Regions from separate parts of the Mus musculus genome. Here region 1 is linked to region 2. A link is a contact called in public Hi-C data. All regions are on one chromosome and are shown on one strand. The core of a region is the stretch at or near the end of the contact, and the rest is flanking DNA. Distances in the headings are between cores, read along the strand shown.

Region 1 (5,057 bases), core at 2,116-4,615, 990 kb before region 2:
TAGGGGCAAATTCTAGCTTGTCCTTAAGGCTCACCACCTGAGTGTGGTCCTTGCCTAGCATCTCATCCAGCTTTCGGTCCTCTCGGCGCTCCAGGATGCTCTTCTCCTCCTCCACAGGCTGAGGAGTCTTTCCCCTGATGAACCATTCCAGGTGGTAGCCCACAGCCCCGACCACAAAGGCCACAGGGAAGGTGACATAGGGGGCATAGGTTCGCACCACGGTCCAAAGCACAGGCCACATGACATCTGCAGAAGAATACAGAGAGCGTTAGGGAGACATGGGTGCCTCCTCTTCTAGCACGTGCGGACAGCACATAGGTGCTCTACTTACCAGGCAGCCTGGCAACTAATAACTGGGCAGCCACCCTGCAGAGCAGCAAGCAGCCACTGTGCTCTGTGCAACAGTTGGGTCCCCGAAATACTCTAAGAAGTTGCAAAAGATTCGACTGTTGGGGACGGGGGTAAAAACCTCTACGAACTAGTGCTACTGTGTGCATATGCCCCTCACAAGGAAACTCCAAGCCTAATTAATGGCTCTTCCAACCTGGTATGACCTCAGGTCCTCTCTTCCAGATATCTGTCAACATCTTAGGAAGAGAAAAGAAGTCTTTTCTCTGCTCTATAAAACTTCACACAGCCTCACTCTGAATTCTGGCTCCCTGATGATAAGTAGTTCCTTCTCCTGGGGGAAAGCACAAGGGCCTTATTTAACTATGATCTATTACCTAACTATTCTGACCTAAGATGGATAGGGTTTTGTTTTGTTTTGTAACTCTATTCTGGCCTTGGCTTTCCTAATAATAACCTATAGTTAACAAATCTTGATCAAAACAACTTCAAAATATACGACCTGCAACCATTCACATCCTCATGCTTACACAGCAAGTCCCTGAAAACATCACAAATGAATACAGTATTCCAGATGCCCCAGAACCCTAATACTTAAAAAGTCCCCGTGGAAAATGCTGTAAAAAAAAAACAAAAACAAAAACAAAAACAAAAACTGTAGAGCTGCCCCTAGGGCCTCCTGCAATGAAACACCAAAGTAATATGCAAACCTACACACTCAAATGGCCACTTAGTCACAAATGATTACCACTATTAAATTACTATTTATACCATTATTTAATTACCGTTACAATCATAAAAGGCTGCTGGCAATGAATGTAATAATGCAAGCTACCACCATCTACTGAGTGCTTATTCCAAGCTGGGCCCTGGGCTAAGCACTTCACACACACAGTGTTCTCCAATGTTCACATGCTCGCCTTAGTCATCAGCATGGAGTCACTTGCCCGTGTTTATGCTTCCATAACTGTTTCTCCAACACCTCTCTCTCTCTCTCTCTCTCTCTCTCTCTCTCTCTCTCTCTCTCTCTCTCTCTCGGCTCTACGGTGAGACATCCAGACCTCATGGAAGATTTGAAGGCTCCTCATTTCCCCCTTTTATTCTCTTTGGGGGAACTTGGGTGTCTTGTGGGCCTGACACTACACATGGACCTTCAAAGGCAAAGAACTGCAGCAAGATTCAAGTTTCTCTTCCTGCTCCTTTGACCTGACACCATGCCCTATGCTCTACCATATCTCCCCTGGTCATCGCCTGACCCTCACATCTCTATGATGTAGGAACGAGGAGCCCAGATTCTTGTCCAAGGCCATAGTGGCTCAAAGACACTGTGTCAGCTTGCCAAAATCATACAAGTGGCAGGCCCGCTGGTCTGAGGCCAAGCCTGGGCTTTTTTTCTAGCAGAAAGAACACTCTGCAGATGTATGCATGGTGTCCGTTCACACCCTAGATGTGTGGAGGGCCTCCTACAGCTCCCCATTAGCTTGGCTTTTCATTACACTGAAAGTCTTCCTTCCTTCTGAGCTCTGAAGTTATATCATGAGATCCGAGAAACCTTACAATGTACACATTAACAAAGAGGGGAAGCTCCAAAGAACCCCAAACTCAATCCTCCATTCTATTTTTAACTCAGTACTTCGTTCTATTTTCTGTTTTAAGTTTTGGGGTTTGTTTGGTCAGCTGGTTTTGGTTTTTTGAGATAGGGTTTCCCTGTGTAGCCCTGCCATTCAGATTCCTTCTGTAGACCAGGCTGGCCTCAAACTCAGAGACTGGACTGGCCTGCCTCTGCCTCCTTAGTGCCAAGATTAAAGACATGTGCCACCACCGTTGGGCTTGTTTTTATTTTTAAGACAGGTTCTCATGGCACCCAGCCTGGCCTCAAACCCTCAAAGTAGCTAAGGATAACTTTGATCTGCCGACGCTCCTGTTTCCAGTGCCAAGTGCTTGTGATCACAGGTCCACACCAAGTGCAAGTCCTTTATACAATTCCTGGGTAGAGACTCTCAATTTTCCAATTTGTCTTAGGGCGGGCATATCAAGCACCAGTCTATGAGTATTACTCTTGTACATAGAAAGCCCAAGTTCTATGTGCTCTTGTCCGAATTCCAGTCATCCATGTATACAACACAACCTTCTCTTCGGTAAGCTATGTGGGCCTACCCTACCTGTCTACAGCTCTCAAAACACCCTGGAGCTCCACAAGGTTAAGAACTAAGGATGTCCGGATCGTCCTATGCTCTGTGCCTCTTCCCACCCTTGCTATCCTCCCTAGCAAAGAGCTAAAAAAGTTTGTTGGTCGAATGAATGACAGGCAGCATAAACATGTTGCTTTGTTTATGGAAGACTACAGCAGCCTTCCACCCGCACTCACAAAGGGGTATAGGGATATGATCATAAGCAGCTAGACTTCATGAAGTCATCCCGAAGGTATCAAAATGTAAGTAGCACAAGTGTTTCCCAAATACTGCAACGCCTATTTCCAGCCCGACACGCAGGGGCGCCAGCCAAAGGCTCCAGGTACAGGTCAACCGGGCCGCCAGGAAACCTGTCCCAGTGCCTGAGCCCACCGGAAGCTCTCCAAATGAGAGCAGTCGTAGGAGGTCCGAGAAGGTGAAACCATCAGCCTTGACAGCCAGCCAAGTTGGGATGGGAGCGCCAGTGAGGTTCGGGTCATCAGCTCCTGTTCCCTGTCCAGTCACGCCACACGCGTGGCTTCGTCACCCTTCGGCCTGCAGGGGCCTGAGGCGGACGAGATCTGACCACAGTCCACACTCGGCCACCAAAAGCTGGCCGAGGCCGAGCGGGTCACGGAAACCATCGCTCCCTCAACTAGGAGGAGCCGTTCCCGTGGGACTGGGGGCCAGCGATCCTGGGAAGCGAAGTGCCCTCAGCCCTGGGAACTCACCTGCGGTCCAGCCCGCACACCCCGGACAGGTCCCGCGCTGCGCCCGCTAGCCGGGAGCAACAGGGACGCCGAGGTTCCCAGTGGCCCGCGGGGCGCGCCCGAGGCCCCGCCCACTGGCATCTCTCGGAGAGCAGCGATTGGCTGAGCTCCAGCCAGCTACAGAAGAAAGGAAGCCAGGCACCCGACCCTGCGTTGGACTAAACGCAGAATAGTATAGCGCCCCCTGACGGCTCGGAGGCTCCCCTGTGACGTTGCCACATGCTTGTGAAGAAGAAAAAAGAATAGTCAGCTTTCATTGATCCAAATGAAGTTCATTAGGTGTCTTCCGAGACTTACCTAGGTCGGATATTACTGAAACCGAAAACCCAACCCCTGACCTCCAGAAGCTCCCGTAGCAGAGAATAACCTAGTACTTTCAATCTTCTTGGGATCTGTGCTTTCAGGCTGTGTGTCCTTGGGAACATCATTAATTAATCTGAGCCTCAATTCTTCTGCATAGCGTTAAAACCTTCCATTTCAGCAGGGATGTTGCAAGGGTTAGATAACATCTTGTTTGTAAAATACTGTGCCAGGCACACATCTCGCAGGGAACTAGATTGTAGCGTTAGTGAGTCTACAAATTGCTGAAAGTACCAAGACCCTCTGATCGCAAGTACTCACTCTCCTTCCTCCATGTTTCCCCTGTCCCTGAGCGGAATTATACTTATCACATATAAGAAAAAGCCTCACACCCCAAGCTCTCTAATGGACTACCATAGTCCTGCCTTCTCAACCTGCCCACACTGCTCTCAACCTGACCAGTCTCCTTCCCACTAATAGCATGCTAAAAATCAACGTTTGAAGCCTGTGTGTCCATGTTCTTTCATCTACCTGGAGTGCTCTACCCAGCTTCCCTTAAGTCTACCCAGCTTCCCTTAAGTTAGCAGTGAGCCATTTCTCAAGGTCACGGGTACTCTCACAGGAAGCGTCTTCAAGACTGTACTGTCAAGTTAGAGATTCTTCCTCTTTTAGATCAAAGAGCCCAAAGCTAAGCCTGACAGCGAAGATGGGGAGGAAGAAGCTGCCAGAAATTAGCAACCGTGATTATCAGACCTTGATTACTTGTGCATTGAATCTGTGGGAAGAGATCAGAACAGTCTAGAACACAGGCTGGCATTTAGCCATTCTACAAGCTAGACATTGGCGATACAAATGGGGACTGCCCTCCGTAGTTTCCTGGATGGAGAAGAAACAGGAAGACCCACACAGTGTCATAACAGAGGACACTGTCCGTCCATACAAGAAGAATGAGTGGAGGTTCCCTGGAAGGACAGATCCCTAAGCTGGATCTTAATAGTGACTAGAAGTTCCCTCCAGCAGACCTGGGTAAGCACAGAATCCCCAGCTAAAGTGGAAATGACAGCATTGAGAAGTCCTGAGGCGCAAGACCAGCCTTGGCTCTACACCAAGATCCTATATCAATTAAAGGAGTCAGTTAGCACTTCCAGATCACACAGAACTACAAGCTGAGACCCTGTCTAAAAATAAAGTAAAATACCAAACACTGGAATTAGTTGTTTAATTAATTCAAATCTTGACTCTGTGGCCTGCTAATCTGAGAAAATATATTTATAACCTTTTAAAAATGATTTTAATTATGTGTGTGTAAGGGGGGGGTGCAATGAATGTAGGCACCCATGGAAGTCAGAAGAGGGCGTCAGACACACAGGAGTTTATGAGCTGTCAGACATGGATGCTGAGAACCAAGCTAGGCTCATCTGCAGAGTGGTGTGTTCCTTAACCACAGTACCATCTTATAGACCTATTT
Region 2 (5,642 bases), core at 2,723-5,222:
TTTCTCATCCCTAGTAGGAGCTTGAAAAAAGACTTCCTCTAAGACACCCAAAGGCTTGACCTCTGTAGTACAGATTTTTAGTTCCTCCTGCCTAGGAACTTCTGCTCTTCCCTTCCTCCTCAAGAGCTGTAAGGAGAGAAAGAGGCAGCTGGTCACTACTACCCTGAAGGACTTTTCCCAGTCCCAGTCTCAAGCCGCGGGCCCTAGAGGCTAAGAGGCAGTCTAAGTCACAGCCCCTCCTCTTCTTTGTGCTGTGCGGTGGGGGTGGAGCGGGAGTGAGAATCTGGTGGCTGCACTTTCCGCTGCCCCCCAAAAGGCTCCTCCCACTTCCTACTTTGTGGGGGTGGAGGCAGCATCCCAGGCCCTAGTCCTGAGATTTGTATCTGAGTTAAATCTCCTAACCGTTTTCTTCAGTACTGGGTGGGTTCATCCTGGGCTCTGCCCCATCAAAACTAGGCGATTGGGAGCGTTTTGGCTCCTGCCTTCCTTCTAGGACGATTTGCAAGGGGACATCATCCTGATCTTCAGTCAGGGAATTTCCCCAACCCCAGCCCAGCCTGGTGGAGAAACTAACGATTCACTCGCTCTTGTCTATTTCCGTGGAGGGGGAGGAGACTGCCCCGGGCAGCTGAGGCCGACAAAGTTCCCTGCCTCGAGCTGAATGGGCAGGATATCCTCTTGGGGTTTCAGCCCAGATGTTACACATACCCATGATTGCACTTTCTTTGAGAAGGCATGTGGAGCCCCCTCATACCCTTAAACATAAAGGCACCAGTCTTTTCTAAATAAATAAATAGCAAACAAATAAATAAATCTGTTAATCATCAGTTGCTGGGCTGGAGCTCCTGGTCAGTTACAGGGAGAAAAGAGAAGTGTCTATTCTGCCTGCCTACTCCAAACGCATTATAGGGCTGTAGCACTGCCCTGGCTCCCCAAAAGGCATTCTCCCAGGCTCCATATAGGCCCTTCAGCTGTGCCAGAATGCTCTAGCTGTTGCTGGCCAGGAAACCTGCCCCTCCCATTGGCTACCTCTCAGATACCCAGCTGCTCTGCAGTACTAAAGGCTGAGGCCAGGGTTCCTCAACTTTGGTACCTCAGGCATTCTGTGTCCGTGAATTTTCTGTTGTGACAGGGTTGTAGGATTTTTTAAAGCCATATTCTTGTCTCACATTCACTGGATGCCAATAGCACCCTCGGTTGTAACAAAAAAAGTGTCCTTAAACACTGACCAAAATGCCCTCCAGAGTGCCTGTGTAAATGCAAACATGCCTTTGGTGGAGGACTGAAGATGCAGCCAACCACCACACACCTGAGCTACCCCTGCCCAGTTCAGAGAACTCCCCAAAGCCAGTCCTAGATGATCAGACACAAGTGCAGATTTCCAGTTTTCATATCTTTCCCAGGTTGGAATCTCTTGCTCTTAGGCTCCTTTAAATCCACTGTCCCTCTTTATTCCTGAACTCTCCCCACTGTGGGAATCTCACCACTCCCATTTTTTTATCCCAGGACTGGGAGGTAGGAGGAAAACCAGCCCAAGCAGCTGGTCCCTTGTTGGGTTCTCTGCAGGGCTCAGTACGAGCCTATGCCCAGCTCTGGACAATGTAAACCTTAGACCTCTGGATTCACAAGAGACAGCCATGGACTCTAGTATCCATGTGATCACCTCATCCTGCAGATGGGATGACTAACAGCAAATATGGAATGTCATCTTCATCCTCTTTTATATCTGAGTTCCCATCATCGTCATCATCATATGTACTCAGCACTTCCTATATACCAGGCCCTATGCTAAGTACTTCATTTCCATTGTCTTACTTAATCTTTACAATGACCCTCAAAATACTTCATGGCACCATTTAATTTAATTTTTTTATTTATTGTGAAGCATATCTCATACATCCCAATTGCCCTCAAAATTGCCCCATAACCAGGGGTTTTTATTTATTATTATAAATACTATTTAAATATTATAATACTATTTAAAGGGAGTTTTATTATATTCCTTACTTTTAAAAATTGGTGGCATGTGCCTTTAATTCTAGCACCAGGGAGAAAGAAGGTGGATCTCTGTGAATTGGAGGCCATTCTGGTACACTGGGTGAGTTACAGGCCAGCCAGGGCTACACAGTGAGTCCCAATCTAAATATATTTTTTCTTTTGTTTGTTTATTTATTTATTTATTTATGTGTGTGTGTGTGTGTGTGTGTGTGTGTTTGTGTGTTGGTTTCTCTGTGTAGCCCTGGCTGTCTTGGAACTCAATCCGCAGACCAGATTAGCCTTGAACTCAGAAACCTGCCTCCCGGGATGAAGTACATTCTTAATTCTACATAGGAGTGCAGAGATCAGAGAGCAACTTGCAGAAATTCGTTCTCTTCTACCATGTGGGTCCCAGGAATCCAACTCAGATCATCAGGTTTGGCTGAAAGCACCTTTACCCACCAAGCTGTTTTTCCCCCTGAAGCCTGTCTTGAAAGTCTGATCCTCCAGCCTCCACCTTCCAAGTGCCGAGATTGCCGGCCTGTGCCATCACGCCTGTGCCATCACGCCTGCTTGATGTAGTGCTGGAAATCCGAGCCCAGGGCTTAGTGCACGCTAGGCAGCCACTGTGGGCTGCACTGCACCCCCACATCACTACTGCTGTTTATCAACTTTAGAGTTTCAGGAGACGTGTCACTCTCGTTGCTGGCCTTTAGCACCATCCTTTTCTAAAGTCACTCAGCCTCCACCTCGGGCGAATCTTCCCTCCCCCCTCCCCCCAGGGTTCAAAGCGCCAGTTACTTACTACTGGGATAGAAACTGCTGCTAGGTTGCCTGAAACTTCTCCCTTTCCCTGAATCGTACTCCCTGCCCTCTCCCTTGGAATGACTGTTCTGTGGAGGTGCTCTAAGGAAGGAGGGTCCAGTGGTTAGGAAGGGGAAGGAGAGACAGGGAGACAGTGCCTCCCTGGCCCTAATCTGTGGACAACTAGAGAAATGACCTCCAGGTCAGGACAAAGAGCAGGGCTAGGATAGGCAGAGCCCAGCGGCCCCTCCTTCCTCCCTCCAGTCTGGTCCTCTCTGCACCAGTACCTCTACTATCGATCCACCTTCCCAGCAAGCTCCCTGCACCCTGTCCGAAGCCAAGCCCGACTTGGCTCGAAGCCCTCACCTCAGCGGGCGGGCATTGAAACAGGAGATAGGAGAGCCCACTCCAGAGCCCCGAGTATTTTCGGGGAGGAGGGTGAAGTGAGGCTTACTACTCTTTATCGCGACGAGCCGTAGGAAAGAAAAATCCTTCTGGAGAGATGTGGGGGCGGGGGATGGGGGTCTTCTGATGAAGGTAGGGGAGGCTCTAGGCTAGGACCACCCAGTTTGGATCAGGGAGGGCCCCAGCAGATTAGAGACCTGAGTAAAGCGCCTTACAGGGTTGTAATTACTCCCAGAGAAACAGAGAAGACACCAACCCTAGGGTGCAAGAGGAAAAGCGCCTTCGCAGCCATCACCAGAAAAGAGAAAGGATAGCCCTTTTAGGAGTCTCCATGAGACCGTTCTTCAGGCGTTGCAACGCCCCCCCCCCAATAAAGATTTTTGTCTGAGGCAGGCTTGGGAGAGAATTTAGACTGCACGCTAGAGCCTCCAGCATCCAGAGAGAGAATAGGGGATCCTAACCCAGCACCCCACTCCCCTAGTCCCAGCGGCCGGTGAGTCACCCGAGAGCTCCCTACATAGTCTTCAGGCGCGCGGCACGTACCAACGCGCGGCCGCAGGGGGAGTCAGTGTGGCCAGCAGCGTGCCCCCAGCTCGGCGTCCGCCCTGCGGCGACCACAGAAGGAGCATCGTGAAGTTCCGGGAGCTGCATCGCAGGGCGGTGTCGGAGCCCTCTGGTTGTGCCCGTGGTGGCTCCGTACTCCATCACTGCGGGGGCGGTCATCCCCCGCGCACTTGGTACATTCGGAGAGGCCAGGCCCAGCCCGGGCGGTACAATAGGGTTGGGCCGCGACCAGGACTGGGCCGGCGCGGGGCAAAGGAGCAGAATCGCGGTCGCGGAGGACCGACCTCGGGTAGCTGGCTACTCAGAGCTTCGTTAGCCACCGGCCTCTACCTCTCCCACTCGGAACGCCGCCGCCTCTGGGTCTTTGCCCGCTGGGCGGGCCGGGCGGGATGCGCCGCGGGACCCTGGTCCTGGCCTCCGGCCGTCGCCGCCGTCGCGGCTGAGACCCTCCCCCAAAACCTCCAGTGACGCCGCAGCCATGGAGAGTGGCCCGCGTGTGGAGCCCGGCCCGGGCGCACCCGCAGGTAAGCCGGGAGCCACACAAGAGCGAGCCCGGAGGGGGACCGAGTAGCCGCAGGGCGGCCGAGGATGAGGCTGGCGGCTGGGCGGGGACCCCTCCCCCCCGCGCCCTCTGACCACTTAGAAGTTTAAAAATAAAGGCTGTGGCCGCTGCCGAGGCTCCGGGCCACGGACGCATCTTCTGACAGCTGCCTCCTCCCCCCAACCTCCGCGCCGGGAAGCACGGGGCATCGGGATCCGTGGGAACCCGGCTAGGGATTCGATGGGGTGACCCTTCTGCCGCAGCCTGGTGCTATCCTCTCGTCCCCACCCCCACTCTCCTTCGAGATCCACCCCAGACTCTGAAGATCCTCTTTTACTGAGCTGGAGCTACTGTCTTCTCCATCCTCCGCGGGCACGTGTGACCTTAGTCTTAATATGTGTGTTAGGGTACCAGATTCTCAGGTCTGGAACTATGCATACCGAAGCTAGGCCCTCGTACCCCCACGCCCAGGCCCTGGCCCAGACCTCGCCCCCACCCCATCCGTCCAGCTGCCGCGCAAAGGGCCTGTTGCTGTTGTGGGCCGACCAGGAGGGGAGGGAGACGAGGGGGAGGTCTTTAGCGGTGGCTGCCAAGTAACCCGCCGGATAAAGGCGAGGGGGAGGGGGAGGCGGTATTGTTTGGGGCGCGGGTGGGAGCTGGGGAGTGGGCCGCCTTCCCAAAAGCCAGGCCTACTTCAGAGCCCACCCAGTCTGATTTGGGACAGGAGTGACAGAGGTCTGCCGGCACCACGTCACTTCTTTGGGCCGGACTCTGTAGAATGAGGTGACCGCTCAAGGATGGCACTCCCTACATGCCACATCATTCCCTCAGACTGAGGGTTTTTGGATGCTTTACACACACACACACACACACACACACACACAGAGTCTCAATGCCCTAGACCACCAAAGCTCTCCTTTCCACCCCTCACCCCACCAACCACCAGTGTTCTGGACTTCTGCAAACCCCATTCTATCTGGGAGCAGCTGACGAGGGGGTGGGGACAGAATTCTGGTTGGGCCCCGTGTTGGAGGGAGGACTCTTTCTTCCTGGAAGGGGAGGGAAAAGCTTGATTACTGAGGACCCAAGTCCTGATCCACTCACACAGTCATCCCCACATTTCCAGAGAGTTCCCAGCCTAATCCTGTCACCTCCCTGCCCCCTGGGGTGTGGAGCCCCGGATTGAGAGCATCTATAGGGGTGGAGAGCACCCAGGATGAGGTGGGGGCTGCTTGGCTGTGGGTGGGCTCCTCCCTGTGTCTTCGTGGTGCTTGGTGGGGATCTATGACATGTAGGTGGAGATTGGTGGGCTTCTGGAGGTTTACAGACTGTGCTGGCAACGAGGGTGGTC

The links. Hi-C and Micro-C count contacts between places; a contact is called where the count stands out from the background.
Region 1: a Hi-C map of CD8 T cells shows a contact between it and region 2, with 5 times the contacts expected there. The contact joins the promoter of Smim12 here to the promoter of Map7d1 in region 2. A contact is called at or near these places in 1 of 39 promoter capture datasets (pre-B cells), 1 of 484 Hi-C or Micro-C datasets (CD8 T cells) and 2 of 115 datasets of contacts at active chromatin or transcription factors (microglia and pancreatic cancer cells).

What each region holds. Positions count from the first base shown.
Region 1 is chr4:127,242,092-127,247,148 of GRCm38.p6, reverse strand. It overlaps Smim12 (small integral membrane protein 12), which reads right to left and starts at 3,365. Exons shown (of 2, transcript NM_030252.2): 1 at 3,251-3,365; 2 at 1-246. The coding sequence starts at 241.
Region 2 is chr4:126,254,649-126,260,290 of GRCm38.p6, reverse strand. Map7d1 (MAP7 domain containing 1) reads left to right here and starts at 3,972. Exons shown (of 18, transcript NM_001347198.1): 1 at 3,972-4,274. The coding sequence starts at 4,229.